Linked DNA regions of Mus musculus: all the other regions are linked to region 6. A link is a contact called in public Hi-C, HiChIP or PLAC-seq and promoter capture Hi-C data. All regions are on one chromosome and are shown on one strand. The core of a region is the stretch at or near the end of the contact, and the rest is flanking DNA. Distances in the headings are between cores, read along the strand shown.

Region 1 (4,942 bases), core at 2,299-4,798, 270 kb after region 6:
AAACTTTCAGTTTTTTGGAGGCTTAGGTGGCACTATTAATGTAGTTTATAATGAGGGTAATAAACAGATGAAGAGATTACAAGCTGTGGAAAGTGTTCTATATAGAAGAAAACATTACTTAGTAGATATTTTTAGGATATCCTTTTCTTCTACAGTAAAACTTAGCTTTTGAAAAGGGGAGAGCCTGGAGATATATTTAAGTGAATAAAAGAACTTCCTGCATAAGCATGTGGCTCTGAGTTTGGATGCCAGCACCCATGTCAGAAGCTAGGCGTACCTGTAACCCTGTGCTAAGCAGGGTTAGAGACAGGAGGATGAGTGGGAATTGCTGGCCACCATTCTAACACTAGGTTCAGTGAAAGATCCTGTCTTCTGCCTCAAAGAAACAAAGCAGAGAGTGGCAGAAGACACAGGTATCCTCCTTTGGCCTCCACATATATGTCTATAGACTGTTTTCTCTCTCTTTCTCTCTCTCTCTCTCTCTCTCTCTCTCTCTCTCTCTCTCTCTCTCTCACACACACACACACACACACACACAGAGAGAGAGAGAGAGAGAGAGAGAGAGAGAGAGAGAGAGAGAGAGCCCAGAAACTGGCTATAAAAAGTTACTTAAAATGACAACTACAGTTAGAAATAGTTGTGATAAATTCCAGAGGACAGTGGAAAAGTATCTTCAAGGATCTAAGGCAATCTTAAATCCGCTAAATCTGCTAAACTAGTGTCTTATACCCAGCTAAACTAGCATTTTAAAAAGCAGGTTAAAAACAGAAGCAATTTTAGAAATTTTTTTTTAAAAGTTTTTTTAAAAAACCAGTCTTGAATATTCACAAAACAGATCACTAGAATCTGGGTAATAAGAAGAAAAACAAGTCTCAAGGCAAGGTACAGAAAATAAGAAATTATTGTAGGTTCCAAAATCTATTACAAGCACTTCTGACTACAAACACAAAGCTGAAGTTTAAAATGAAGATTGGGAAAATCTGAAAGGAGAGATAATGCTCATTGGGTGGTGTAGGTAAGTGTGCTTGCCTTGTTTACCAAAAATCCTTCAATTCCAAAAGCATTTATAGTTAACTTACATTTTGTCACACTAAGTACAGAATTTGTCTCTGATGTTTCCTCCCAGATGCCCACCATGCCTCCCACCTGTCCCTGACTGGTCTAGGTATTCTCAGTCATAGGGATTTTAACAGACTGGCCAGGAACTCTCATAAGAAACCAGGTAAAACTTTTATTTATTTTGTTTATTCTTTTTGATTTACATCCAATTTTCAAAGTGTACTTGAGACAGTTTACAATAAAATACATATGTACAATAAGTTGGTTGAATAAGAAAGAGAAATTTAAATCATAGAGAACGAAAAGGAAAATAGTTATGCCAGAAACCTGAGCTAATTGCTATTGTAATTGAGCATTAAATTTGTTCAAGGTTTTCTGGCAGCTAACAGAAAAAAAAAGAGGAAATACAAAGGGTAACTTGATGGCTGCAATTTGCCCTTAACTTCTTTAGCAGGCTACAGGGCTAGAGAGCACTCCATTCTGGGGAGCTAAAGTGGGAGCCAGTCTGCGCAGGTCCGCTACAGTGTGTCCCGTCCACATCCCATCTTTCCTTTTTCCTAACTGTAGCAGCAGGTGGAACAGCTTTGGTTTGAAACCTGACTAGAGCCAGGACTCTCAGATTAAAGACTTAAAAAAAAAAATTAGGGGTAGTGATTCAGACAGTATAGCAGTTGAAACGCATACTGTCCTCTCCGAGAACCCAAGTTTGGTTCCCAGTACCCGAAGCAGGCAGCTCACGTTTGCCTGTGACTCCAGCTCTAGAGGATCTTACACCATTTGCTAGCCTCTGCAAGCACCTGCACTCACATGCACACAGTCCCACACGGCCACACATAGTTGAAAATCAAATAAAATCTGAAGAAAATGTTTTTGAAATGTTCATGTATAACAACATGTATTTGGGGCTGGGGCAATGTCTCAGTCTGTAAAATGAATGCTTACTGTGCTAGCATGAGAACCTGAGTTCATATCCCCAGGGCCCATTTAACTGCCAGGTGTGGTAGTATCTACCTGTAACCTCAGCATGGATGGAACAGAGCCAGGCAGATCCTGGAGCTGTTCGGCCACCTAGTCCAGCCAAATAGAAAGCTGGGTTCAGTAAGAAACTGTCTCAAAAAGTAAGATATCAAGAGAGGAAGACATCATCCTCTGCCTCCATGCATGTAAATCCATACTCATCCCTACATGCACACACACATGTACATGACCACACATAAACACAGACTAGTACATTTGAAACACCTCCTTATTGAGGATTTGGAAAATATAGAAAAGTATAAAGGAGAAAAGATAAGTTATCTGACAATCCCATTTGAAAACAATTGTGATGAATTATTAATAAGTTAACTTCCGTTTTTAACGTAAACTTATATTGGCTCGTTTCTTGCTATTTTCTCTCTATCTAGATGATTCTATAAGCTTGTGCTCTTTGACTCGAGTCGTTTTTACGGTAAAACCAGCCAGCCACTGCCCATAGATGGCTCCGTGAGGTAACTGCCTAGCTTCATAAAAAGTCTGTGTCTTTTCCAACAGGCGAAAGGAGGCCTTCCCTGGGTGCAGAGTTATGTAATTTGTCTAAATCACACAGCACTAAAGGAAGAGCAAACCCACAAATTTGGGTGTGTCTGTGGAGCACATTCACTTCAGCAGATGTTCAGTTGCTCAGAGACACAGACAGCTCCCTCCTGCCGCCTGTGACCCCTGGGAACAGGAGTGTCCGATGGTGGCTGAGCCTGGCCACGGGCCCCAGCCAACCAGTACAGAGAAGGAAGGAGCTCACTATGCCCCGGCTCTTCTCTCCTTCCGCCCTTCTCCACATGCAAGAGGCCAAGAAACTAAACTGCCTAGACTGCAGGTTAGCTTGTAGATACCAGTGGGTTTTTTGAGTTGATGAAATAATTTAATCCAAACCTTCCTTTTCCATGGGGATCAAATTACGAGAAGGTCACAAAACCCGGTTCTGTTGTTCTCAGTCCCGACAGTGCCAGAGAGGGTGTCAAATTTTGTTGTTGTTGCTCATACTGTGGTTTATAGTTGGAACTGTGTGCAGTCACGGCTTTCTTCTCTCCTGGGCACTCTGATTCGTACTGAAACATCTCTCGTGTACAAGTCATGACTGGAGTATCCTGAGCAGCTCTCAGAAGAGCCACTTCCTTGGGCAGATCCAGGCCACAAAGTTGCTGGGGAACATTGGTTGCCACCCTCTAAACGGACAAGCCTTTTGTGAACAGTCCAAAACCAGCAAATGACCCAGGAGTTAGGGCCACCCTGGGATGAAAGTAGGAGGGTCTTTTTCCCCTGTCCTTTATTCCCTTGGGGGACCCTATGAGCTAAGCCGCAGGAGTCCAATAGTCTTAGTGCCACGGACTCTTGGTTGGCCCCGCAGAGATTGATCCAAGATGAAAGTTTGCCGAGCGAGCCAGGCACTCTGCCGCAGTTGGGGTAAGTCAAGCTGGTGTGCCAGTGGGTGAGTCAGCGACCGAAATGCCCTCTCTTCATTGCATAACTCTAAACACAGGCTTTGCCTTCCCGATAATCACTCTCCTGGCGGTGGCACAGCAGGGCTTATTTCCTGAAGACATGCGTGGGAAAAAAAAGTTTTCCAGGCAGACTTAGACACTCAGGCTTCCATGCTGTAAGGAACAGTACTTCCTTCCTCTCCAGCGCTGGTGATATGACTCACAGCAAAACGTGAAGATGACTTTCCTGATGCACCAAATGGCAGCTGGCTGTAGCGACTCAGGCTTGTGGTCCCCAGCACTCCGGAGGATGAGGCGGGAGACCCATGACATTGAGTCTAGGGCTACATATCTGGACCCTGTCTCAAAACAAACTGATAAACCAGCAGACAAATATCAAGAATGAAGAACTTGAGCAATAAGAGGAAACGCATCAAGTGCTAGACACGTGGTACATCCTTCTCTCTACCTAGCTATAATGACCCTCATATTCTGCCCGTTATACAGGTAAGAAAACTGAGGCCTGAGGTTAAATGATATTCTTTCTCTTTCAGTACTCAGAACTGAACCTTGGACCTCATGCTTGCTAGGCACTGAGCTATATCCCCAGTCCTAAATGATGTTCCCAATGTTACAGAGCTTGTAAGAGTCTGAGCCAAAGCTCCAGGAATTCTATTTTCTTTTCCTTTTTCTTTTATTTTATGTATATGAGTACCTTATTGTATATGTATATTTTATTTTATGTATATGAGTGTTTTGCCTGCATTTATGCATATGTACCACGTGCTGGCTGGTGCCCTTGGAGGTCAGAAGGTGGTGCTGGATCCCCTAGACCTGGAGTTATAGTTGTAATCCACCCTGTGGGTGCTGGGAATTGAACTGGAGTCCTCTGCAAGAGCAATAAAGTGTTCTCATCCACTGAGCCATCTCTCCAGCCCCACGTTCTAGTTTCTTAACAGCTTGAAAGTGACAGAAGTGATGGGATTGAGAGAAATCACAAATCCAAAGTATTTTCCATCAGATGGCTTGTCAGACCCAAGGAAGGCTCCTCTTAGAGACGAATGCCTGCCATGCCACACTTCAGCCTTGCTGACTCCGTAGAAACCATGGCTGGCTTCCAGGAAGGGGAGAAATTTGTCCCTGCTCCTGTGTCCAACACTGTTTGGTATTTGGATGAATATGAACAGCTAGTTATGATGCCATTGGGGGTGGGGATTACACTGCAGAGAGGCCTCAACATGCCGTCCAGACAGGGAACATGACTCACCAAGAAGAGACCCCAGGTGGGGAAGCTCTGGGTGGCTGGATTGCTCATAATCTGGTGAGACTAGGCAAAAAAAAAAAAAAAAAAAAAAAAAAAAAAAAAAAAAAAAAGGCCACAAGGACCTCCAGGAAAACACTGTGGTAATTATCATGGCTGCAAG
Region 2 (4,819 bases), core at 2,316-4,815, 300 kb before region 6:
TATAGCTTTGCACGCTGGAGGCCTTGGGTTGGATCCTCAGCACCAGAGCAGGGTGTGGTGGCTTACTCAGTTCCTCTGCAAAGATCAGTGTGTCAAAGGCTTTGAAGTTACAGAAACATGGACAAGTGAGCCCTAAGGGATGTCTGTCAGCGTTTCTCTGTGTAGTCCTGGCTGTCCTAGAATTCACTTTGTAGATCAGGCTAGCCTCAAACTCAGAGATAGGTCTGTCTCTGCCTCCCTCCAGAGTGCTGGGATTAAAAGCATGACCACCACACCTGGCTAAAAATAAATTTAAAACCAACCAACCAACCAACTAAACAAACAAACAACTGGGCTCCTGAGATAGCTCAATAAAGGCACTTGTCAGTAGAGGGCATTGGATCCTTGGAACTGTAGCTACAGTGGGTTGTTAGTGGCCATGACATGGGTGATGAAAATTAGTTGTGGGTCTTCTGCAAGAGCAACTAGTGCTCTGAACTTCAGCCCCCCTACATTTTTTTAAAGATTTATTTAGTTATTTTATATATGTTAGTATACTGTCTGTCTCTAGAGACATACCAGAAGAGGGCATCAGATCCCACTACAGATGGTTGTGAGCCACCATGTGGTTGCTGGGAATTGAACTTAGAACCTTTGGAAAAGCAGTTAGTGCTCTTAACCACTGAGCCATCTCTCCAGCCCCTCCCCCTCGCATTCTTAATATAAGTAAATAAATAACATGGTGCTTTACCTCCTGAAGTTAACTGTTTCTTTCTTTCTTTTTTTTTTTTTTTTGGTTTTTCGAGACAGGGTTTCTCTGTATAGTCATGGCTGTCCTGGAACTCACTTTGAACTCACTCTATAGACCAGGCTGTCCTTGAACTCAGAAATTTGCCTGCCTCTGCCTCCCAAGTACTGGGATTAAAGGCGTGCACCACCACGCCTGGCAAGTTAACTGTTTCAATAGAGCTAATTTGGCAAGTAATTATAGGAAACTCAATGAGTCTGAATTTCAGATGAACAATGAATAATTATTTTAAAAATGTCTGCCTGATAGTTCATGGATATATTAATACTAAAACACAACTCACCATTCATCTGAAATTCATGCTGAACTGAATGAATGCTTTTTAATTTTTCTCTGGAAAACCTATTTATAGAAATGTGGCTAACTCAGAGACGCTGAGGACCTAGCTCAGAGGTAGAGCACTGTGGCTTACTCAGAGATGCTGAGGACCTAGCTCAGTGCTAGAGCACTTGCAAAGCATGCCCAGGCTCTAAACTCAACCCCTAGATTTGTCAAAATGAGATAATAAAATCTATCCAGAATAACTGTAGGATAAAGACTAGGTGGTCCTTCATCTTTGCTCTAGTTGGTCACTGGACAGTTAGGGAACTTCCCACAAAGCCCTAGAATTGAGCTACCTTGTGACCAGATCCTGAACTATTTTTAGGCTGAAGTTTTCCAGGGATTGGGGGGGGGGGAAGAGTCATATTTTAAATTGTGGATTAAAGTATATATTTAAGAGAAGAGAGTAGTGTGTCATATGTTGACACAGTAAGGCCACTTCAGACACATCATTACTAGGCCTCTCTCCCCTACCCTAAGCAAATAAGGCAGAGATAAATAATGGCTGATTAATACAACAGAGCCAAAGGGCGCTTTTTAAATGTGTAGTTGAGCATGCCAAGAAAAGGAACTGAGATGGGAAAAACCTTGCAATAAATGAACAAAACTTACTGTGTTGTTTATTTTTTGAGACAGGGTTTCTCTGTGTAGTTCTGGCTGTCCTGGAACTTGCTCGGTAGACTCAAGAGACTTGCCTGCCTCTTGCTGGATTAAAGGTATGCGCCGGTATGAGCCGCTACTACTCAGCTACTGTTATTTGAGATCAGGGTCTCTTATAGCCTATCGGCTGACCTTGAACTCCTGATTCTCCCACCTCCACTTCCCAAGTCCTTGGATTATATGTACAAACCACAGTGTGCACAGGATTTTTTTTTTAAGCATTACTCATTTTCTTTTTTTTTTTTTTTTTAAAGATTTATTTATTTATTTATTATATGTAAGTACACTGTAGCTGTCTTCAGACACACCAGAAGAGGGAGTCAGATCTTGTTACGGATGGTTGTGAGCCAACATGTGGTTGCTGGGATTTGAACTCAGGACCTTCGGAAGAACAGTCGGGTGCTCTTACCTGCTGAGCCATCTCACCAGCCCCTCATTTTCTTATTTAAGGGATAATATTCCATTTGAATTCTCATTTTTGGGTTTGGTGACCTTCTAATAAATTTAGAATGTTGTTATATGAACTTTTGAATTAACTACTTGCAAAAAAATAATTTTGCTTGACAGGTGAACCTCTTCCTCATTCCCCATCTTTATCTTAAGAATTTCTTTAGTTCATCTTTCACCTATGGTTGTATTTAACCACTCCTGTGCCATCTCTGGTCCTGAGATTGTAATTCGTGTTAAACTGAAAGGGCAAACCTGACACCTGCCTATTTCAGGTTAGTTAATTACCACTAATGATAGAGGATAGTTTCCTGGAAAAGCACTCCATTGAAAAGGGGACTTTCAACTTTACCTGGTAAAATTCCAGTGCACTTACCCAGTTTCCTCACTGAGGTCAACTCAACTGAGGACTCCTGCACTATTGAAAGGCAGCTACTTCTGGACTATACTGTGGCTGCTGGTTAACAGCTGTGCATCTCCAGGCCTCCATTCTCAAGACCTTTGGCCTCACCCCTACCAATGAAATAAGATACTGCTACGTTTCATAATGTTTCTTGTGGCTTGCAAATGCATCTGGAACCAATGGACAGAGGACCTTCTCAATTTGATTTTGGCAATTTTCTTCTCACTTTCTTTTGGGAGTGGGGGGTGGGGATTGTTAGTGCTAGAGATTGAACCCAGAACTTGAAGAATGCAAAAAGCATACGCTCTACTATATGGCTACTATATCAGCTCAATTCTCTTTTCACCTCTCCGCAACCCCCTAAACCCAAGTGTCCTATCAGCTTGAATAATTCTGCCTTTTTTTTTAAACCGATAGGCTGGGGGTGGTGGTGGGGGTGGTGGTGAGTGTCAATTAGAAAACTGAATTGGAGAATAGAAGGGTGTATCAACATTTTTGGAAAGGGCAGGTGCACCGATAAAACCCCACAGACAACCTCCTTCCAGACGTCCAGTCCAATCGTGGGTTCCCTCACTTGAACAGGGAACTGGGCGCCCCAGGAGGCAGCGAGCAGCGCTGGGCGAGCCGCTGTCCCTCCAGGGAAGGAGGGTGAGCCCGCAGGCCGGCTGCCACTCTGATTGTTACGCGTGTCCAACTTCAGAGTGCGGCGTGCCGGGGGTGCCCCGTCGCCGCCATCCTGAGCCAACCGTGGTTCGGCGCGGTCAGCGGCCGCTGCAAGCCGCCGCCCGCCATCTCCGGGCAGCCGTCCGCGGGGGAGGGGCAGCTGGCGCCCGCGTTCTCCGGCCCGGCGGCCGGCGGAAGAGCCCCGCACCGCGGAAGCGCGACCGCAGCTGGGGATCAGCTGCTGGAGGCGGCAGGGAGGCGGAGCCTAGGGGGGAAGGGGAGGGAGGGACGCGACCGTGAGGAAGCCGCGAACGCCGCCGACCGACCGTCTGCACACCTCGCTCCGTCTGCCATGGCTGGTTAAAGAAGCCTCCGGCTCGCTGCGCGCGGGGAGGGACGGGACGGGAGGGGAGCGGCGGCCCGGCGTGCGGCCGAGGGAGGGGCGGCGGCGCGAGCTGCAGCGGCGGTGGCGGCGGCGGTTCCAGCATGAAGAGGAGAGCTGGCCTGGGGGGCAGCATGAGGTCAGTGGTGGGCTTCTTGTCCCAGCGGGGCTTGCATGGGGACCCCCTGCTCACTCAGGACTTTCAGAGGAGACGCCTGCGGGGCTGCAGAAACCTCTACAAGAAGGACCTTCTCGGCCACTTCGGCTGTGTCAATGCCATTGAATTCTCCAACAATGGAGGCCAGTGGCTGGTCTCAGGTAAATCAACCCCCTTCCTTCCCCTCCCCGCGCCTCCCGCTCCCCTTCCAGCTGCCCCTTCCCCTTCCCCGCCACCCTCCTGCTGCCCTGCGTCCCCACCCCCGCCCTTCTCAACCCCTCTCCAGCGGTGGGAAGATTTGGTGTGAAATTAATACCATTGCAGGGGGAGGGAGGAAGGGAGGGGGGAGGGAAGGAAGAAGGGGAAGGAGAGGAGGATGTCTTCTATATATATAAAAAAAGACCTAAAATGGTTGACAGGTCTTTAATGTGCTTTATCCCAAGTGCAAAGTGGTCCCTCCAGATGCCTGCCCCACCAGTGTGGGTCGGGGAGGGGGACGAGGTTACGGTTTGACTAAGTTGGTTGGCAAACTCTTCCTCTGCGTAGTTTAAAAGGTGCGGGGGGCACTGGGGGGAGGGCTGGCCGGGGGGGGGGGGGAGACCAAGGCTCGCCAAAGGCCAGGCGAAGCTCGAGCCCCAGTCCTCGGTGTCATGGAGAAAAGGGGCCTCGGAGCCGGAGGCCGGCGGTGACAGAGCCGGACACCGTGGGGCCAGCGGGGTCGGGCGGGTGGTGACGGGTAGCAGAGAGGCGTCCCCTCCCCCTGGCTCTCTCAGGGCCCAATCCCATCTCCCAGCACGCAGTGGTAGCCTCTTCAGCGTCTTGTTTTTATTATGGTTCCGAGAGTGGCGAGGGCTCTAGCGACCTAGGGACACCAACCAGCCTGAACTTGGATGCGCTGTTCGGGAGGCAGGGCTTCAGGAGGACCCCCCGGGAGACCTACTGGCGGGAGGCGGGCTCCAGGACCCCCTTCACCCGCGCGGCTCCTGTTGCAGGGCTGCT
Region 3 (4,769 bases), core at 2,000-4,499, 500 kb after region 6:
ACAGGTATGGACTACCATACTCGGTTCTACGCCTGGGGATAAACCCAGGAATCACAACATGTTAGGTAAGCCCTCTACTAATCAAGCTACGTCCTCAGCCCTAGGATGTGCATGCATTGCAGAGAGAAATTATAAAATACTATCAAGAAAGGGAGATATAAATAAATAAATAAATAAATAAATGAAAGGGAGATATAATTATGACATATTTTATAACTCACTGTGAATACTTAATAACAATATAAATACTACACATGCTAAATAATTCAATACTAATAGGGCTGGAGTAATGGCTCAGCAGTTAAGAGCACTGGATGCTCTTCAAGAGGACTTGGGTTTAATTCTCAGCACCCACATGGTGGCTCACAACCATCTGTCACTTCAATTCCAGGGTATCTGACCCCCTCTTCTGGCCTCTCTGGGCACCATGCATGCATGGTGTACACAGACAGACATACATGCAGGCAAGGCACTCACACATATAAAATTCAATATAAATCAATAGTTAAAATTTTTAAAACAGATAACAACCAGGGTATATTAAAAGTGTCACCAAGAGAGAAAGGCGTAAAAGCCCAGTATCCATCTTCTGTTCAGATAACATCTAAAACAGGAAAACAAAGGCTAGCTCCAGCGTGTCTGTTGGACATGAGAAGCTCGCCAGTGGAGCCCTCAACTGAGGCAGCTTCCAGAGAGGCAACTATGCCAACTTCCAGAGAGGAAGAAGCAAGAAGGAGGGGGAGGGAAGGGAACTGTTGCTTTGGGTTAAGAATTATACTCTCACTAAACTTGTGAAACAACATACATATTTTACTTTGATGAAAACTACAATTAAAAATACTGTGCATATTTGGATGAAGTGAGGAGGAAGCGCTCTGTCAAAGTTTGATCAAGGGTAGAGCCTTGTTAGACTTCCTAACAGGCAGTCTCCTACTCCGGCACTTCCCTCACGTCAGGGTCCTCAGCACACTACCTCAAGCACCATTTCAATGGCCAGTTTGCCTCTGTCATTTCCTTATTAAGTGATGTAGAGATCCCTGTTTGATCACTTTCGGTGATCGTACCCATACTATCACACCTGTGTGACAGGTGAGGAAAAGTGAGCTTAAAAGTTTATAAAGATAAGACAACAAGAGAGTCGGAGCTTGGACTCAGTACCTGAATCCAGCCAGACCTATGAAACATGAAGACAACTTTCTTAACCAGAGTTACATTGCCTCTATCGCTTTTGATCTCCACCGTACATCTTCACTTTACAGATAAGAGAAGTGAATGTCAGAAAGGTTAAATCATTCTCTGAAGACACACAGCCACACTGGGATCCAGCCCAGGGCACAAGCTTTCCACTACTACTACACTACGTGACCATAGGTACACAAAGCCCTGACCATCTTGCAGCTAGAGCTGGGTGATCTGTGAGGGGCATCAGGGAAGGACTGTGGGAGGCTGCAGAGGTAAACTTTTCCTCCACACGGGAAAAGCACTTAACCTTCTGTTCCAGACTTTCTAATGAGGAAGAAATAGGACCCAACACTGAGTTTTGTTGCCTAGCTTCCCCTACCAATGGCCCTGGGTTTAGCCATTTTCCCCTTCTGGATCATAAGTGCATTTAAGGTCCAACGACACATCCGTGGAGCCTCTCTTAGATGGGCACACCACAAAGTAAGGGCCTTGAAGAAGCAGAAGCGTCTAGTTGGTGATTGAAGTACAGTGGTGAAACTTTATTGGCAAGGATATAATACAGTATTACTTGGTCTTTTAATACATGTCTACTTTGGCTTACCTGTCAAGCCCTGGGGAAAAGGTGAGTGATGCTGTTTCCGGGCTGCAGCTGTGCAGGACCAGACGCTTCCGATTAAGGGAACAAGTGAACCGAAAACCTTGATCCAAGACATGTGCTTCAGTCCTAGACCACACATTTCAGCATATGAGGAGGGGAGGGGAAGGAATAGGGATGGAGGGCAAGGTAAATGCCTTCAGATCTAATCCTCAATGAGTCCAGATGTGGTTGGGGATTAGACAAGCTTCTGGGTTAGGAGACTGCAATAGAGAACAGGTCAAACAAAGAATGGTCTGCCCTTGAAGAGTGGGTCCTCAATCAGCGTCTAGCAATAATAAGGAAACCAGGAGGAGGGCAGGAGAGTTTCAGATAGATTGGGGGTTCTGAATAAAGAAAGCACTGAACATGAAGAACGATGGGTGGCTGCTACCAAGAGAAGCCATTTAGGCTGAGTTCTGAGGGGCAGTCCTGAGTTTCCAGGGAATTCATGGTAGAATCCCAGCCAGGAAGATGAACGTAAGGATCCTGGGAGAAACAGGCTTGTGATCATCTCGGTACCCAAAGACCACGGTGCTGCAGGCTAGTGATCAAGGATCAGGGTCAATGAAACGGGTGGGGCAGAGTCAGCACCCTGGCTCCGATGACACTGACTTAGAGTTTGGTTTTAGGATGGTAAGAAACCAGGGATGGGTTTGAAGAGAACACTGGCACTATCTGAGTTATGTTTTAGAATATGTTTGGTCTGAAATATAAAGTCCTGCCCATAAAGGTACAGCTTTTGTGTCCTGTGTAACCTGCTTAAAATATTCATGAGTGTCTAATACTGAGTTTGAGAAAAATAAGAGGCTCCTAAGAGTTGAGAGAACTACAGAGAGCTCGGCGCTGAAGTCCGAGCAGCATAGTAGAGAACGGCCCACAAAGGTCTGATGGGACTGCACCTGCTCCAGATGGATCCTAATCGTGAGGATGGTACAGACAGAATACTGCCCTCTCTCTGGAAGTGCCCAAATAGAATCCAGATCATTCCAGGCCGGGTAATGGCCTAACTCTTTTAACGAGCAAGTACTTAACGCATCTCTACAGAGCAAGGATGGAAACGTGAATATTGCAAAAGTTAAAGATGCAATGGGCCTTTGACGATTGATGTGAAAGTTCTACACAGAAGATAAACCACAAGAAGGAAAATATCAACAGTGACACAAAGCTGCACATGTGCATGCGCATGCACACACACACACACACACACACACACACACACACAGCCCAACCAGGCTCTCCTGATTCCTGGCTCATCACCATCTTAAGTGAATATATGTCCAAAGCCAGTGCTTTAGGATTCTGATAGTGACGGGCTGTTTTTCAGATGCCTGCTGGAATTCTGTAGATCCTGCTATTATTACCCTAAGACAAAGGTTATCTATAAACAGCCACTTGGCAGAATCCACTTCAACAGAGTCAATCTCTTCCAACCACCACCAGTTTCGCTTCCCTGTGGGGAAGCTACAAAATGTACACAGGGGAAGTGAGAATGTCGTGCTGACGGCCAGTTCTTTTTTGAAAATGCACAATCCACACAATGATATCCATGGGTACACAGAGGCAAACGGCAGCAACAGTGTGTGTGTGTATACACAATCTATTACCTCAGTTTTTAAAAGTGAGATCTGAACCTTTTTGTAGGTTTGCCTATAAAATGTCAGAAATACCTCACAGACAAGGAAGATATAAGTGACCTGGTCTCTCTAGCTATTAGGAAATTCTTTCTCTTCTCTTCTCTTCTCTTCTCTTCTCTTCTCTTCTCTTCTCTTCTCTTCTCTTCTCTTCTCTTCTCTTCTCTTCTCTCCTTCCTTTCTTTCTTTCTTTCTTTCTTTCTTTCTTTCTTTCTTTCTTTCTTTCTTTCTTTCTTTCTTTCTTTTTCCCCCAAGGAAAACAAATAGAATTCTATCAGAAGCTTGGTTAGTCCCTCTGCTCCATTCCAATAAAAATGATAGGTAAGTCAATTGTTCAAACAGCAGTGACTTACACATCAGCTGACATACTATAGAGGAGCATCTTAACTGAAAAATTCAGATTTATCCAAAGAAAAATGGAAACCACAAAGCTGACAAGTTCAGTGGGTGCTTGAGCATGACATAAATCATTCGAGTATGACCAGCATGACAGAGTCAGAGCCAGAGCCATTGAGAACATTTTACATTATAGGTTATATCCAAAGTAAAGTAAGTGATCTGTGTTAACTGAGAAACACCAGCCAAGTGAATTGTTCATCTATATTGTCAGCTAGAGGCAGAAGACTGAATTCTGAACCCTTAAGCCAAATATTTCAAAATATAACTTCATCTCCATCCTTGAGGACCAGCCTTCAAGGATCTGTGTGGGCACGATGAGAGGATGGCAGCATCTCACTACAGGACTAAAGTCTGCAAGTACCACTCTTCTAAGTGAAACCAATATTTTCTAAATAGTTACTTGGACTGTACATAACTATTTCTCTTCTATGACTTCTTTGGATTTTTCATGATGGATTTATAAGATAGAAAAATAGATATCATCTCCACAGATGCATGAAAACAGTAAGGCTCAGAAGTTTCTGGAATTGTTCTAGCAGATGTAAGATCTGAATCTCAAATTTTGATGATGTTCAACTCTCATTATTTCGATCTTGTTGACCAAACTATAAATTAAAATGAAACCTTAGCAAAACAGTTGATCCATGTTTGCCCAGGGCCAAGGAGGGGGACGACCGACTACAGAGTTGCTCAGGGAAACGTGCTAGGTTATAGGATCTCTGTTAGGTATACATATTCTCCGAAATTCATTAAGCTATGCACTTTATTAGATGTAAATTGAATTTTAGGAAATGACATTAATCTGATCTTCAAGTTTTCCTTTCATAAATAAGAGAAATCACTCATCTCACTCTGTGTCTACTGCCTTGGCATAGGAGACCCATTCTTTCTTTGAATTTCCCACTGGCCACCATGCTCTC
Region 4 (4,607 bases), core at 1,356-3,855, 430 kb after region 6:
CCAGAAGCACACGTGGTGAGCTAGTCTCTTCTTTTTCCATTTTATCTAAAGCAGGAGCTTTCTATGCAGGCCAGGCTGGACTCAGACTTAAGTGATATGTAAATTCTTATAATAGGACATCATCTACGTATAACACCATAAGCAGTAAAAACCATAGCTCCCCCCCCCCCTTTTTTTCTCCTTTTTGAGATTATGATATAGTTCATGTTCCTAATATTGCTTTTTGTAATCTCATGGTCAGGAAAGTTCTGCACTGCTTTAGCTTTATTTATTTATTTATTTATTTATTTATTTATTTATTTATTTAGTTTGTTTTGTGGAAATGGTGATAGGGGAGGAACATGCACATGCACGAATGCACGAGTGTGTGTGTGTGTGTGTGTGTGTGTGTGTGTGTGTGTGTGTGTGTGCACTGTATTATCCTCACAGGAGCTTTATATAGTATTTATATACTATTTAAGTACAGGCCCCAGAGACCTGGGGCTCCTCCATTAACTAATTCTGTCAGGAGTTCAGTTGCTATTTACTTTATCTCTTCTCATGGATCAGTAGTCCCCTGCAGGGAAATGACTCTCAAATGCCCAGACCTCTTTACCCTCTTCACTATACCATCCCCAAAGTACTGCAGACATCTCCGAGGCTAAGGCAATAATCAGCCTATGAATTCACTTCCTGAACTTCTCCTCAGTCCTCCCATCCCCCAGTTTGGAACAAAGGGCCCTGAATATACTAGGCAAGTGCTCTACAGTTGAGATACAATCCAAGCCCATGACTACTGTCTCTTTAACGTCACCCACATCACCTCGGTGCAAATAGTATCACTCACCTGTACACTCACATCTGCTTCCCGGGGCACTCCCTCACTTACCTGTCTAATCCCTTCTCTATGCTACAACAGTATCTTTCCAACAAGAAAATCTCATCTCCTAATCTCTTTTGTTGCTTGAAGCAGGTCAACAGTTTTCATTTGCTTTCGAGTGAAGACAAAAACTCCATTGTAGGCTGCCCCTGACTCCGGCCTATGTGTGCAGACCACATGTCGTCACTTTCTTACAGTCTCTTACACACAGTATACATGACAACTTTCCTCCATGAAATGCTCTCACCAATGGCTACTCCCTTCCTTAGCCAAGGCCTGTAAAGTGTGTCTGACTTTCTTGCAGAAGCTCTCAGTTCCCTCAGTGCAGCCATCTCCTTTGAGGTAGAGACAAGGGTTCTTTGACTCATGTTTATTCTTCCTTCAGACTCTATGCTTTGTGGAGGTAGAGACCATGTCTGTCTGGTTCACCTCAGGCACTCATGAATTGATCAAGAGAAGACCTAAGGATGAGGGAGGAACAGGAGCTGAAGTTTCTACTGTTTCTGCTTGCGTCCCCTGAGTGTAGCAGATTCTTTCCCTCATGAGTTAAAATGCTATTCCCACTCCAAATGCCACTACTTCATGTCTCTCCTCCCTTTCTGATATCCTTTGGGTCTGGTCTAGATCAGGGTGGCTTAAACCACACAGTTGCCCTACAGCAAGGTCCAATCCATCTCCATACCCCATTGCCAGCTAGAACACCAACACAAAGGAAGGCCTAAGACAGCGCCTTCCCTCAGTTATTGTAAAACTGAATTTAGCAGAGCTATGGGGTAGGAATCCTTTTCTAGAGCTGGAGGCCAATACACTGCTTGGGAACACCACTGCTCTGTCACCCCACCCATGACTTCCCTGAAGCCGTGCCAGATCTTCTGGTAGGCTCTTCTGTAAACAAAGTCAGACTGATGCAGTTTCTATTCTGGATCATCTTGGTATGCGAAGCAGAGAGCAGTAATAAGCTGTAGCCTTCAGGGTAAGCAACAGAGCAAGCGTGCTCAGTGGGTTTGATGGATGGGAATGGAGGGAGTCCGACTATACCAGGGCAGCCGCCACCTCCCCTTCACTAAATCAGGGCAACTGTCTATCTTCACTCTGCTCTGTTCACTTTAAACACCAGCTGAGAGAAACTTATTGTAGTTTATCCCTCTGTCTCATGGTTGCCACAATATAATTTTCAAATGAAATTTCTAAGTGCAGACCACACACGCTATTTCAGTAGACCTAACATTGATTTATGCTAAGACTTGGGGGAAGGGAGACATGCTGAAGAAAGATGCTTTGCCAGCAGTTTTCTGCTGCCAGCCGTTGCCTGCTCTGCCTTAGAAGAGCGCAGATGCAGATGGAGTTTAGGGTCTCCATTACTGTTGCCTTCGGCCATCTGACAGATCATCTCTGCTACACCAAGTGAGCATGAAGGTCAGAATCATGATTCCTAAGACAGTTGTGGTGATGGAATATGAATTAAAGAGAACCCTGCTTGCTCAGCCATCTATTCTGAGAACATCAGAATGCAATTTGTTGGACAGATTCTATAATCTGCAGATGAAGGCAGTTATAGGGCTCAAGTTTATCCAGCGTTAACAAGCCCTAATAGTCTAGTTCAGCTCAGACATAACAAACGGAAATGGCTTTAAATTATCCTTCCCTAGAGACATGATTTCATAAGAGAACTAACTCTATATGTGCACAGAGAGATTTCCAATGTAAACACGTGGTGGAAGCTAAAAGCTGCAGTCAGGCTTCAAGCCTGGATATGCCAATGGCAGGGTATTTTATTTCAAAGACACCGGTTTCCTCCCCACGCAACAGTGTGCAAGCTTTTTCTGCTGACTACACTTTGAACTGTGGAATACACACACACACTTGCATATATGTGTAACTTTATAGTTTTCTTTCTAGCTAGGATATTAATAGATTTCACTTAGCCTTTCCATGCATAAATTTGACTGGGCCACAGATGCTTAAGGGATAGGGTTCCTTGTGGGAAGCACGGGGCTCACTCATCACCCAGGCTGTCTGAAATGTAGACTAGTCTCTGAGGGTTTGGAAAACACAAGGTGAACCATTTGGCTTTTCTACATCCATGCAGGGTATCAAGCAGCTTCTTCAGAATGGGAAAACATAGAGAAAAGAGAATTCCCTTAGCTTCCACACAGGACAAAACAGCCTAGCTCATTTGGCGGGGGCAGAGGTCTTGGGGTGGAGGTGGGGACTGGCTAGCTTTAAACAGACTAAGAGCAAGGCTTTACAATGGCAACTATCCAGTGTCCATGCAATCTACGTGCTGAGGCTTGCCTCCTGTTTTTATATGGCCCACCAGCTAAGAATGGTTTTAGTGATTTTTTTCTTAATTTGAACAAGGACAATAGAAAACATATTTGTGACATGTGGGGACTACATGAGATTCAAGTTCCCAGCCTTCATATTTCACAGAAACATAGCCATGCTTAACTGTTCACAGTCCGTGGCAGGCTATAATGGCAGAAGAGAGGAACTGCTTCGAAGACCATCTAATATACACAGTCTCTAGTATTTATCAGGACCTTTACAGAAAGGTTTGTTGACCTCTCGGATCTCTACTGTGAGACAGAGGCATTCTTCAGTTCCTAGTTTTGCTTGCCCGTGTGCTTACGCATTACACGTAGGGGAGCTCGGCCAGTTAAACAGTCCTCGTGTTTATCCAGAATCCACACATACGGAACCTTTGTAGGTTTCCCCACAGGCCATCGAGTCATGCGCGACCTATTTACACCCAAGATCACAAAGAACCACAAGTGAGAAACTTTTGATTTTTACTAACAATTTCCTGAGCTTGAAAATCTTGCGATCCTAGTCCCAGCAGTCACCAGTTGCAATCTCTGATTTAGGCCATTGCCCTAGTTAACTCTGAAATATGTCTTCATTTTTGCTACTTGCTACTTGCTACTGTGGCGGGCTTTAAGATAATTTCCCGAGCTTTACGCTGTATTTTATACATTTAAATAACTGTACCATCAGAACCTGTCACAGGAGGTGTATGAGATGCAGCGACAGTAATAGCTATGGCTTGTGTTTCAGGAAGGTCTTCACTGTCTTTTCACTCTGCCTCCCAGAGTGTGGGTCTGCAATGGTCACTCGGTACTTGCTGATTTTAACAGCATTCCTCACTTCTGCCTTGCCCTGTCAATTTTCAGAGCCTGGGCTGGACACTGAGTGATTCATTTATCTCACCCACTCTCCAGAAAGGAACACAGGTCAGAGAAACGACAAGGATGAGGTTTCCTAAAGTTCTGAAGTCCCTTCTCAATCCACAGATATCCTCAGGCCTAGATTCCTATGTAGTCTTTCTGTGTATTACAGTAAAGACCAAAGAAGGAAGAAGCAACTGTTCTGTACCCTACAAGGAGTTGACGACGTCACGTCAATAGCTGAGAGCCTGCCACTGTTCATAAGCCTGCTTTTTACAGCCAGATTTCTGCAACGCTCAGGACCTCCAGTCACTGTGTGGGAAGAGCTGATCCAGTTCCTCGCAATTACAGGAGTAGAAAGAATGTCACTAACAAAAAGTACTAAATTATTCATCCATGCATATAAACAAGGGCTTTGTGAACATGTATAGAATATTGTAAATGTGTCAGGTGAAATGCTATAAGCTAAGGACAACAGAAACCACACAGTGTGGTCTTTGTTCCTATGCTCATTCACTCCCAGTGAAGAGAAAACACTGTGAGTAACAGTTTATGGGCCCCAAACAGGGAAACGCACAGAA
Region 5 (4,669 bases), core at 1,979-4,478, 470 kb after region 6:
TTGTGCCACACATATACACATGCATGCAGACAAACATAAAGAAATATAATTTTAAAAATTTAAACAGGACAAAACAAAACCAAAGCCCCACATATCCAGATCTTATAAAACTGTCAAAGACTGTTCTCTCTGACTGTCACCCAGAGTGGCTACCATACACCTGTGCTTCAACTGTGTCTTCCTTCACCAGAGCACCGAGCTCATGGCTAAGCGGACTTCCCAGTGCTTGGCTTTAATGCTCCCCTCTCCTTTGATCCTTCAGTCATGGTTATATTGCCCCCTTGGCCTCCTGACTGAGAACCCTCACTCGGTTCCTCTCCCTCTGGAGATTTATGGCTTTTCTGACATTTGCAGGCTGTGCCAGCCTCCTCTCAACTCCAGTTTCCCCTGCCTTACACAATATTTAGACTTTCTGTAGCCAAACACCACACATTTTTTGTGTGCTTTTAATCTTCTTTTTTTCCCTATAAATTAGAATTTCCATGGCATCTAAACAGTTGCTGGAAGTAATATAGGCACAGGCAAGCACTGTAGATTCTAGACTGCAGGGAATGTGTGGCATGGGCAAATATGTGTGCCCTTGGGAAGAGAAACACATGAACGCCCTGTGTGTTGACATATGTCTGTGGCTTTGGAATAAAAACTGAAAGATCACTGGGTCCTTTAAATATCTTTATCCAAAACTCACTCTGAAGAAGCCGTGATGTCCAAATCTAAGGTTTCATGGGAAACACGGTGACTCCTGTCCCTGGCACCACCCTTCACTCACGGTGTGGCCTTTGAGCAGTCTCCTTCTCTTCTTCATGCTCCAGTTGCTTGAGGTGGACTAAGACATTTATCATTTTAAGACAATTTATAGTACTATGGAAATGCTAATTAAATGCTGTTGACAACAGCTGTTAATATTAACCTCAAAATCACACAGGGACACCTGATGCTTTCAAAGCACCAATTATAGCCATGCACCATACCTCCGAGTAGTGGGTGTGAACCTGCTCCACCCACATTCCAACGTCTACTTGATCTACACAAACCTATGAACTCCAGTGTGAGCTTGAACTCTGAAGGGCTTGGAGCTAACATGTGGAGAGAGTTGGCTAACTTGACCAACCCACCCAAAAGTTTGTGGTTAATGGATTACAAATTTGGGTAATGCAGAACAATAAATCACAACTAAAATAATAAAGCTGAAAGTACACACAATTTAAGCAGAAACACCAGTGTTTTTTATCGGAAATGAAAGAGAGCATTGATCACAGCAACTGTCTGAGATTAGCAGGGAGCCGCATTTTCAAACATCCTGCAGTAAATTCAGAGCAGAGCCAGCTGGAAAGCAAGAGTGGAAATAAAACGAGAGAATTCATACCACGCTTTGAAGTCTGCTTCTTTCACAACCACGAGTCCCCGATTCGCCCCAACCATTCGGAGCTGCTTTTGCTTGCTAAATTTATTTTAAAAGACACACAAGCCACACACACTTGCATATAATCTTTCAAATGGACTCCAGCTTTTTGCAAGGGTGGCTTGTTAGGGAATTTGAATCCCAAAATACTTTCTCTTGCAAATGAAATCAGCCATCAATTCCCTTGACTGCCACAGGAATAGAAAGGCTTCCAGCACTAAAACTAAAATCCACTCCTGGTTCTGGTAAGGAGCACATTTTACTTCTTCTTTTGTTCTATCTTTGACCCTTCCATGCACTTTCAAGTTTTACTTTCCATGTGCTGTAGTCAACCAAAGACTACTAACAGAGATAAGAAGATACCAACGCACCAGATGTCGGAACACTGGGTGGCAGCCCGGTAATGTCTTCCATCCCATGAAACGACTTGGGACTCCTCAAGTGGGCCTGACATGTCACCATATTGAAAATTAACTGCTACCCTCCCAAACCATCAGAAGAGAGCAAGTTAAAGGTGCGAGTTGAGCAGAGCTCCAATCTTGCTACTACACAACAATGTCACCTACCAACCATGCCCCAGTGTATGGGGACTTGGGTCAGTTCTGCTCAAATCCTAGGTCAGAATAGGATAGGCATTTATGGGCAGCTAGGTCATTAGACCCCTTCCCTAATGACCAATACGAGGAAAGAGAGTCCCTGTGACTGAGGCCCAGCAACCCAGGGTCTCTTCTGAGTTGCCGCAAGGAAGAACTACAAGAGCTAAGAATCAGAAGAGTTGCAATAACTGTTGAATGATTTCTGATAGTATGTATATCAGGATTTTCACCATTAAAACAATTATCTGGAAAAGTTGCTTTGAATGACACTACCTACTCAGGTCTAGAATTATGGAAAACATAAAACAATAAATATTGTTATTTTTTTTAAACTTGGTCTCATTTGTGAAATGATGGGCTGGACAAATAGAACAACCATGAAGTCTTTTCCAGCCCTGATATTATTGTAAGACAGTAGGGGGTCTAAAGAGCAACCAACTGGTGGGATTTTAACTCTACTGTACAGAGTCAGGCAAATGACCTCATTGTTGAGGCTGCTCTAGTTAGCAAAGACACTTTGGCAGGCTTGACACACACCCCTCTTTCTATATTGCTTCTTTCTTATTCCGTATTCATTTCTGGGGCTGTCTGTCCCTTATTCTCTTTGTGTCTCTTCCATATGAACATATAGCCAATCAGAAGTGTATGCAACCCAGAGAGAGTGAGAAACACCCTGGGCTGGGATGACTTTGCATGGACCCTGAATGTTCTATTTTCTTGAATCAATGAGGGTAGTTCATGAAAGGCAGGCTGCAAAAACGCCAAGTAACTGAATGTGTCCTCTTATTCCTTCCTAAGACACAAGCTGTGTAGGGCAGGAATCGGTTGGGAAAGGCGTCGGCCTATGGAGTCCACTCCTTCCTTCTTTGGCCATCCCACCTCAGAGCTGTTAAGTCAACACTGGAATGAAACTGCAATGCAGGGACTCATATTGGGGACCCAAACTGTGAACACTAGGTGTGCTTAATCCAGACAACAACCCAGGCACAAATTGAATAAGGCAGAGGCAGCAATGCCAAAACAAAGAACTCTCAACTCTACAAACACTGGGAGGGCAACAGCTGGTCAGCTGAGATTAAAGGAGCACAGAGTGCCTCCCATCTCCTGACTTCTCCTCCCCCATAGCCATCCTTGTAGCCAGCCAGGACTTACTTTTATAGCCCTGTGCAGATGACCTTGTTCCAGCTAAGATAGGGGCTCCTTTGATCTCAGCAGGGGATGCTCTGGGCTTGCAGCTGGCAGATATTAATAGCACAGGATCAGCTTGGGCAGAAGAGACGGCTCAGTTGGACCAGGTCACTTGTATTCCCTTCTCTGCAGCAGAGCAGAAGGGACTTCATTTCCCGGATCAACCCCTGCTGGGTGCTTCTCTCAGGTCAACCCAGATCATTTTATTGCTGGCTGCTCTTGGCTGCATGCTCTCACCCCACAACTGTTTTCAAGTGAACACTGTTTAAGCAAGGGCCTCTGTTCTGCAGCTGAAATCCATTACAGGTTTACTCTGTGAAACAGAAGAGCCACCCGTGGCTGGGTGCTGCCCATCTGCAGACCCACCTCACCCTGTCAGGACTGAAAAAGACTCAAGCAATCGCTCACTTCTTCAAACTAACATCAGGCAGAAGAAGAAACTGAGGTCCAAAGTGATGAAAAGACTTGCCCATCGTCATTAGTTAGCGCATAGGCAAAGGTGACCAAATAAAGGACTGAAACCACAAGCATTTTGTGCCATGTATTTCTCCTCTCTCTCTCTCATAGGAACTTAGGGACCATTGCAATATATTTGATCAGGAATGAATGTTCTAAGAAATGACCCCCACCTCTTTGTCTGAAGTTCTCGGGACGGAATGTTGTTGTTTCAAGAGTATTAGGCAAGTGTTTTCCCCAGCCAAAATCTGTTCATTTTAACTTACTGGTAAATGACCCCATTTTAGACTTTGGTTAAAACACTCCCACATCCTCTTTACCTATTTAGCTATACAAGCAAAATACCTTAAAAAACAAAACAAACAAACAAACAAACAAAACCCCAACTGCTTCAATCGCCATTAGGGCTTCATAGTCAGGAACAGCTAGTTACCTAAGGATGAGCTAGGAACTTCCTTTGCTGCTATCATTTTCCTGTTGCCATTACACTAGAGTCCAAAGCCATTTCTTCCCCTGCCATTTCATTCCACTTTGCTTAATATAAAGCAGGATTCTGGGAACTTGTTTCCAAATAAAGAAGAAAGATAATCTTCCAATTTCCTCAGAGCTGAACAAGTGTGTGTGTGCATGTATGGTATGTGAGTGTGCTTGTGTGTAGTGTATATATGGTATATGTATATTTTGTGTGTGGGTATGATGTGTGCAGGTATGGTTTATGAGTGTGTTTGTGTATTGTGTGTATATGGTATATGTATAAGGTATGTATCTGTGTGTCATGTGTGCATGTATTGTTCCTGAATGTGTTTGTGTGTAGTGTGTATATAGTATATGTATATGGGGTATGTATGTGTGTGTGTAATATGTGCATGTATTGTTTGTGAGTGTGTTTGTATATAGTGTGTATATGATATATATGTTTTGAGTGTGTGTGATGTGTGCATGTATGGTTTGTTGAGTGTGTTTGTATGTAGTGCATATATTGTTTGCGTGATGTGTGCATGTATAGTATTTGAATGTGTTTGTGTAT
Region 6 (4,686 bases), core at 1,087-3,586:
TGGTTTTGAATTGGAAAGTGACTTACTTTGTTTCTTTGTTGTTGTTGTTGTTCTTATGTGTTCCTCTCCCTGGCTCAATGGGCCTGGAATCCATGGACTCCCCCCCCCCCGCCCCCCAAGACATAACACTGGAGTGGTATGGGGGCCCTAGATAAACTTTCCTGTCTTCTTTATCCCAGACTGAGTGCTGGGAGGCTGAGCTTAGTTATCCTGATTCCCCCATTCTTCTGATGAAGAAAGGGTTATGCAGGGTGCAGGGACCAATAGAGAATGTTCTCCACAGAAGCCTGAGCAGTAGACAGGCAGAGGCTGTCTGTCCCATCCTCATCTTCAGCTTGGCATGGGCACCCTACAGGCAACAAGCATCCTGACAACAACATTTGTGGTTGCTGTGTGCTAACCCGGCCAACCCTAGAGTCATTAGGGAGGGGAATAAATAGGAGGGGTGAGAACCGAGACTCAGGGAAAGATAGCGTGTCCCCCTATCTGCTCTCCAAAGTGCTTGGAGCGGCAGGGCAAAGCTAGCATGAGCTTGCACGCATCCTTTGAGGTCCTCCTCACATGTTGGAATTGTGACATCAGCCCCAAGCATACAACAGGCCCTTAACAATGTTCACAGAAGAAATTGGCCCCAGACAAAACATGAACTGCATGGGTGGGAAGATGGCACGCTGTCTTCTTACAACTGCCCAACGCATCTGGTTATATCAAATATGATTCTCCCTCAGGCTTCAAGGAAGGGCTGAAACAAATCGGACTCAGTCAGTGAGAAGCCCAGGAGTACCTGGCTAGGGTTCCTAAAGGTGAGGTAGCATTCTGGGTGTGGCTAAGATCTTGGGTCCCAGGGTCTCTTCTTAAGAGGGAGGTCCTGGGTACCAGATGTCTGGACCTTGCCCATTGGTCTCTCTTCTGTTCCCATAGCTTTGTCCTTCAGCCTTTGGATGGGTGGCAATGCTCTGGTCCCCTCTGCTCACCACACCCAGCGCTTTCTTGGGTTCTCTCCAGGACCTTCCTGCTCCCTTCTTCTAGACCCCTCTTTAGAATTTCCACAGAAAGGCCTTTTGTGACAGCTTCCACACAGCCCAGTATAAATCACACATGCTCCTTGATTCGCAGTGAAGCCCTGTCCCAACAATCCCTTCAATGAACTGAAAAGGCCAGGTAGCGTGGAGAGTACACCTGCTTCCGTAACGTACCAGACGTCACCACTGTGCCATGCAGTACACTATAGACCACTGTCTGCTTCCCACTCACGACTGTAGGAACTTCCCGCAGAAGAATACTGTGTTTATTGCTAGTCCGGGGGAAAACCCAGAATTAAAAATTCAACTGTGGTTTCTACTGAATGTATATTATTTATGTTTCACCTTACAGGTGAAATTATGATAAACTGGGGACTGTTTGTAGTTCCCTATTTATGTCTTCTTTCAGTGCCTTAATATTTTCCTCTATAAGAACATGGAAACTTTTCCAAACTGGGCCTGGTGAGATGGTTCAGTTTGGTGAAGGTGATTCACAGGCCTGATGATCTGAGTTTGGTTAGAATCTACAGAATCCACATGTTAGAAGGAGGGAATCCAGTCTTGAAAACTGCCCTGATTTAAATAACTATATAAAATATATACACACATATACATATATGCATATATATTTTATAAGTGAATTAAAACTTTTTCAAGGGGCTGGAGAGACGGATAAGCAGTAAAGGTCATTGGCTACTCTTCCAGAAAACCCAGGTTCAATTCCCAGCACTCACGTGCTTACAACCTTACAAGCTTACAGCCATCTGTAATTCCAGTTCAGGGGATTTAAAAAGTCCTCTTCTGGCCTCAAAGTGCACTGCAGGCACACGGTACATAGAAATACATATAGGCAAACAGCCGTACACTTAAGATTTAAAACTTTCTCAAGTGTCATCTTAGATTTGTGAAATTATCCCGCTAAGTGCCATATGGTTGAGAGCTCCATCAGGGTCCTCTGTGCTCTGTCTGCATACTGTATACTGGAGTGGATGATAGAACCCTGGCCTAAGTAAGTGGGCTGAGCTGGTAGATTCAGGACCAGCGGCCAACAGCAGCAACATTCACCCTGGAATGCCATAAAATACAAACTCTGAGTTGGAGTCCGACCAACAGATGGGAAGACGCCTAGGGAAGTGTGGTGTACGCTTTTGAGAACCCTGTAGAAAGGGTCTCAGTGCCCGGTGGTCCAGGGCAGTTAGGATGGCCCCGCGTGTGCCATTCGGCACACTGGCCAGTGGAGGGCAGTGTTGCCACGCCCATCGAACGACCTCGGCTGCTTGAGCGGCGTGAAAGGCCGGCTGGGGAAGACCGGCGGGGCGGCCGCAGTCTGCTCGCCCGGGCGACAGACGCTCCGAGATGCCGAAGGGCCAGCAGCGGCCCCGAAGCTCCGGGCTGGCCGCGCTGTCGCTCTGCCGCGCCCCGGTCTCGAAGGTTCGCGAGGCTCCAGGGCGCAGGGGAGGAGGCTCGCTCGGGCCGGCCGGGGCAGCCTGCCAGAGAGGGCGGCGGAACCTTGACCGCGGCCCCGGAGGCAAAGGGCAGCCTCCGCGTGATGCCTCGGCGAGCAAAACAAGCCGGCCATCTTGGCGCCCTTAACCAGCTCCTGGCCGCTCCGGGCGCGGCCAGGGGTCCGGCCACCGAGCCCCGCGGCGGGCCTGGGATTTGGAAACCGTAATGCCATGGGCGTGGGGAGGAATTTCTAAGAACGGGAAGAAAACTCGAGGCCCTGGCACGTTCCCTGGGGTGTTTGGAAATGCCATCAGTTAGCCATTAGTAGGCAGGGCCAGCGCTTCGGTCAGTGATTGGATTTGTCCCAGTCGCCTCCTAGTTCTTTTTGCCCTATATTCAAAGAGCTTAAAAGTCATGGGTGGTTGAAGTAGGTCAGAGTGATCACCAGGCTGTTGTTGCCTGGCAGCCCAGTGGCAGGGTCCGAGACAAGGTGGTATTCCAGTAGATGCCCTCGGGCCGTACCAACCCAGGGTCAAGGACTAGCTGCTCCAGTGCTATATGTGATCAGCTCATTTCCAGTTTCTCAATCATTCTGATGTCATCCGAGGGACAGAAGACCCCACGGCTCCTCCTCTTTGCCTAGTTTACACATCGGGGTTGTTCTAGCATTTGTAGTTTTCAGGTTCTAGAATATTCTTTTCCTCTGTCAGCCCCCACTAAGAAGCTTTCTTGATTTCCCCCTTTGTTTCCAGTGAAGGTGCCTCTTCCTGGCTAGCCCACCTACATGCTGTCATCACTGGGCTTCTGCAACTCTCAGTCTTTGTGGCTGCACCCTTCCCTTCTGAATCCTGAGGACCCATGAGTGTCAGGCCCATCATGAAATTGGTCGTCTTACTGGGTACGTAGGTCATGCAGGAACGGGTCCTTGCAAGAGGACTACCAAGCGACTGAATAGGTTTTAATCTGGATTGGGGCCTAGGAGTTATTCACAGGTGTTTTGAACCTTCAGCACAGGAGTATGTATAATGGTGTTTCCTTAAGCCCTGTAATGGAATCCTTTTGTGTGTTTACTGAAAGTTATTCTGAGTAGAACTGTCAGGGTGTGTGCGGTAGGAACCAAAACCATAGGTGTGAACCAGACTGAGAAGATGGGCCCTCAGAGCCCCCTCTGTGCAATTCTGTATGGCTTGGGCTATGGGCAAAGGGAAGACAATCAGGCTGGCAGGCTCAGGACCAACTGAAGACCGGCCTAAGCCGGTGGTTCTCAACATGTGGGTCGCGCCCCCGGGGGGTTTGTCAAAGGACCCTCGGAAGACACAGATATTTACATTATGATTCACAACAGTTGCAAAATTACAGTTATGAAGTAGCAATGAAGGTGATTTTATGGGTTGGGGGTGTGTGGGGGTGGGTCACCACAGCATGAGGAACTGTGTTAGAGAGTTTCAGCATTAGAAAGGCTGAGAACCGCTGGGCTAAGTGCTTGGCAAGACTTGGGGTGTAGGCTGAGGGTCCCAGGAAGAGGCAGGAAAGAAGAGCTTGGGACAGCTTGGAGAAGGTTTATGCCTACGGAGAGATCCTTTCTTGTTCCTTTTAAAAGATGAAACCCAAAGTTGTCCCATGAAGGACTCCTGAAAACCCCTTTCAAGCCTCGGCCACAGATGATCTGCGGAATGCTCATTAAGGGGGAAACAAAGAGGTGGTTTTGTTTATTTATTTAAGGGGAAAAAATAAATGAGCTGTGACAAAACAATTTGAAACCAGGCCCTCTGAGACCTGGGCTTTCACTTCCTTGATGGGAAGTGAAACAGAGAATGAATCCCCCTCCAAATAAAAGTGAAGTTAATAATCAGACAAGCTCAAGCCCTGGCCACATCCTGTGTCAGCTCCCTCCCTCCCTCCCTCCCTCCCTCCCTCCCTCCCTCCCAGGGCTCTCTGTTTATAGCTGCTGAACCCGCCTTCCCAGCCTTGAGCAGGCTTAACTCTTTCCTCCCTGCCTAGGGGAAGCCTCAGTCTGCTCTGACTGAAGAGGCCAGCCTCACAACCTTCAGAGTAGACATGGCTTCAGTAAGGGGATGACTGTCCCCATGTCTGTCCCTGTGGGACCGTCCTCCAGTTCAGCTCCTGGCCATGTGCTTAGATAGCCAAGCTTAGGTTGCCCTGCAGAAAACCCTCAGTGTCCCCTTTCCTTTTGATGTCTCCATGGAAAAAGCAGATA

What was found. Promoter capture Hi-C pulls out the DNA fragments that hold promoters and counts their contacts. Hi-C and Micro-C count contacts between places; a contact is called where the count stands out from the background. HiChIP or PLAC-seq counts read pairs in DNA pulled down with a chosen protein or histone mark.
Region 1: a contact with region 6 is called in a Hi-C map of muscle stem cells, with 3 times the contacts expected there. The contact joins the enhancer-like site here to the promoter of 2310015A10Rik in region 6. A contact is called at or near these places in 4 of 39 promoter capture datasets (the 3T3-L1 cell line, the C10 cell line, the SN4741 cell line and 1 more), 2 of 15 datasets of contacts at CTCF or cohesin (embryonic stem cells and large pre-B cells), 28 of 484 Hi-C or Micro-C datasets (the 3T3-L1 cell line, the Ba/F3 cell line, the C2C12 cell line and 12 more), 16 of 115 datasets of contacts at active chromatin or transcription factors (acute myeloid leukemia, bone marrow-derived macrophages, embryonic stem cells and 7 more) and 3 of 9 other capture datasets (adipose tissue, embryonic stem cells and liver).
Region 2: a promoter capture Hi-C map of pre-B cells shows a contact between it and region 6, with 5 times the contacts expected there. The contact joins the promoter of Dcaf5 here to the promoter of 2310015A10Rik in region 6. A contact is called at or near these places in 4 of 39 promoter capture datasets (embryonic stem cells, liver, neutrophils and 1 more) and 4 of 115 datasets of contacts at active chromatin or transcription factors (craniofacial prominence, forebrain, pancreatic cancer cells and 1 more).
Region 3: an H3K4me3 HiChIP or PLAC-seq map of bone marrow-derived macrophages shows a contact between it and region 6, with 10 times the contacts expected there. The contact joins the enhancer-like site here to the promoter of 2310015A10Rik in region 6. A contact is called at or near these places in 5 of 39 promoter capture datasets (the C10 cell line, embryonic stem cells, hippocampal neurons and 2 more), 3 of 15 datasets of contacts at CTCF or cohesin (the NIH/3T3 cell line and pro-B cells), 28 of 484 Hi-C or Micro-C datasets (B cells, the C10 cell line, CD4 T cells and 17 more), 28 of 115 datasets of contacts at active chromatin or transcription factors (CD8 T cells, Th17 cells, acute myeloid leukemia and 21 more) and 2 of 9 other capture datasets (adipose tissue and liver).
Region 4: an H3K4me3 HiChIP or PLAC-seq map of craniofacial prominence shows a contact between it and region 6, with 4 times the contacts expected there. The contact joins the enhancer-like site here to the promoter of 2310015A10Rik in region 6. A contact is called at or near these places in 6 of 39 promoter capture datasets (the 3T3-L1 cell line, the C10 cell line, the SN4741 cell line and 3 more), 2 of 15 datasets of contacts at CTCF or cohesin (the NIH/3T3 cell line and pro-B cells), 5 of 484 Hi-C or Micro-C datasets (the AML12 cell line, CD4 T cells, bone marrow-derived macrophages and 1 more), 10 of 115 datasets of contacts at active chromatin or transcription factors (VIP interneurons, bone marrow-derived macrophages, craniofacial prominence and 7 more) and 2 of 9 other capture datasets (adipose tissue and embryonic stem cells).
Region 5: a contact with region 6 is called in an H3K27ac HiChIP or PLAC-seq map of heart atrium, with 6 read pairs. The contact joins the enhancer-like site here to the promoter of 2310015A10Rik in region 6. A contact is called at or near these places in 2 of 39 promoter capture datasets (the 3T3-L1 cell line and hippocampal neurons), 1 of 15 datasets of contacts at CTCF or cohesin (large pre-B cells), 13 of 484 Hi-C or Micro-C datasets (CD8 T cells, bone marrow-derived macrophages, colorectal tumor organoids and 4 more), 11 of 115 datasets of contacts at active chromatin or transcription factors (bone marrow-derived macrophages, cardiomyocytes, embryonic forebrain and 7 more) and 3 of 9 other capture datasets (adipose tissue, embryonic stem cells and liver).

What each region holds. Positions count from the first base shown.
Region 1 is chr12:79,863,162-79,868,103 of GRCm38.p6, reverse strand. Gm36132 (a long non-coding RNA gene) reads left to right here and starts at 531. Exons shown (of 4, transcript XR_381728.4): 1 at 531-1,015; 2 at 1,127-1,222; 3 at 2,466-2,549. Within about 2 kb of position 3,548, at least 94 of the 459 cell types and tissues checked have an H3K27ac peak or open chromatin away from gene starts, as enhancers often do. A contact at or near this core is called in the C2C12 cell line, the G1E-ER4 cell line, the HL-1 cell line and 8 more, where this site is marked.
Region 2 is chr12:80,435,347-80,440,165 of GRCm38.p6, reverse strand. It overlaps Dcaf5 (DDB1 and CUL4 associated factor 5), which reads left to right and starts at 3,565. Exons shown (of 9, transcript NM_177267.5): 1 at 3,565-3,981. The coding sequence starts at 3,768.
Region 3 is chr12:79,632,176-79,636,944 of GRCm38.p6, reverse strand. The region is part of intron 7 of Rad51b (RAD51 paralog B); the gene reads right to left. Among named protein-coding and RNA genes, the nearest start is that of Gm36048, 160 kb to the left of the region's middle. Within about 2 kb of position 3,249, at least 55 of the 459 cell types and tissues checked have an H3K27ac peak or open chromatin away from gene starts, as enhancers often do. A contact at or near this core is called in B cells, adipose tissue, bone marrow-derived macrophages and 6 more, where this site is marked.
Region 4 is chr12:79,705,724-79,710,330 of GRCm38.p6, reverse strand. The region is part of intron 8 of Rad51b (RAD51 paralog B); the gene reads right to left. Among named protein-coding and RNA genes, the nearest start is that of Gm36048, 91 kb to the left of the region's middle. Within about 2 kb of position 2,605, at least 41 of the 459 cell types and tissues checked have an H3K27ac peak or open chromatin away from gene starts, as enhancers often do. A contact at or near this core is called in craniofacial prominence and palatal mesenchyme, where this site is marked.
Region 5 is chr12:79,659,995-79,664,663 of GRCm38.p6, reverse strand. The region is part of intron 8 of Rad51b (RAD51 paralog B); the gene reads right to left. Among named protein-coding and RNA genes, the nearest start is that of Gm36048, 140 kb to the left of the region's middle. Within about 2 kb of position 3,228, at least 62 of the 459 cell types and tissues checked have an H3K27ac peak or open chromatin away from gene starts, as enhancers often do. A contact at or near this core is called in adipose tissue, colorectal tumor organoids, heart atrium and 1 more, where this site is marked.
Region 6 is chr12:80,130,494-80,135,179 of GRCm38.p6, reverse strand. 2310015A10Rik (RIKEN cDNA 2310015A10 gene) reads left to right here and starts at 2,336. Exons shown (of 3, transcript NR_033514.1): 1 at 2,336-2,453; 2 at 3,221-3,366.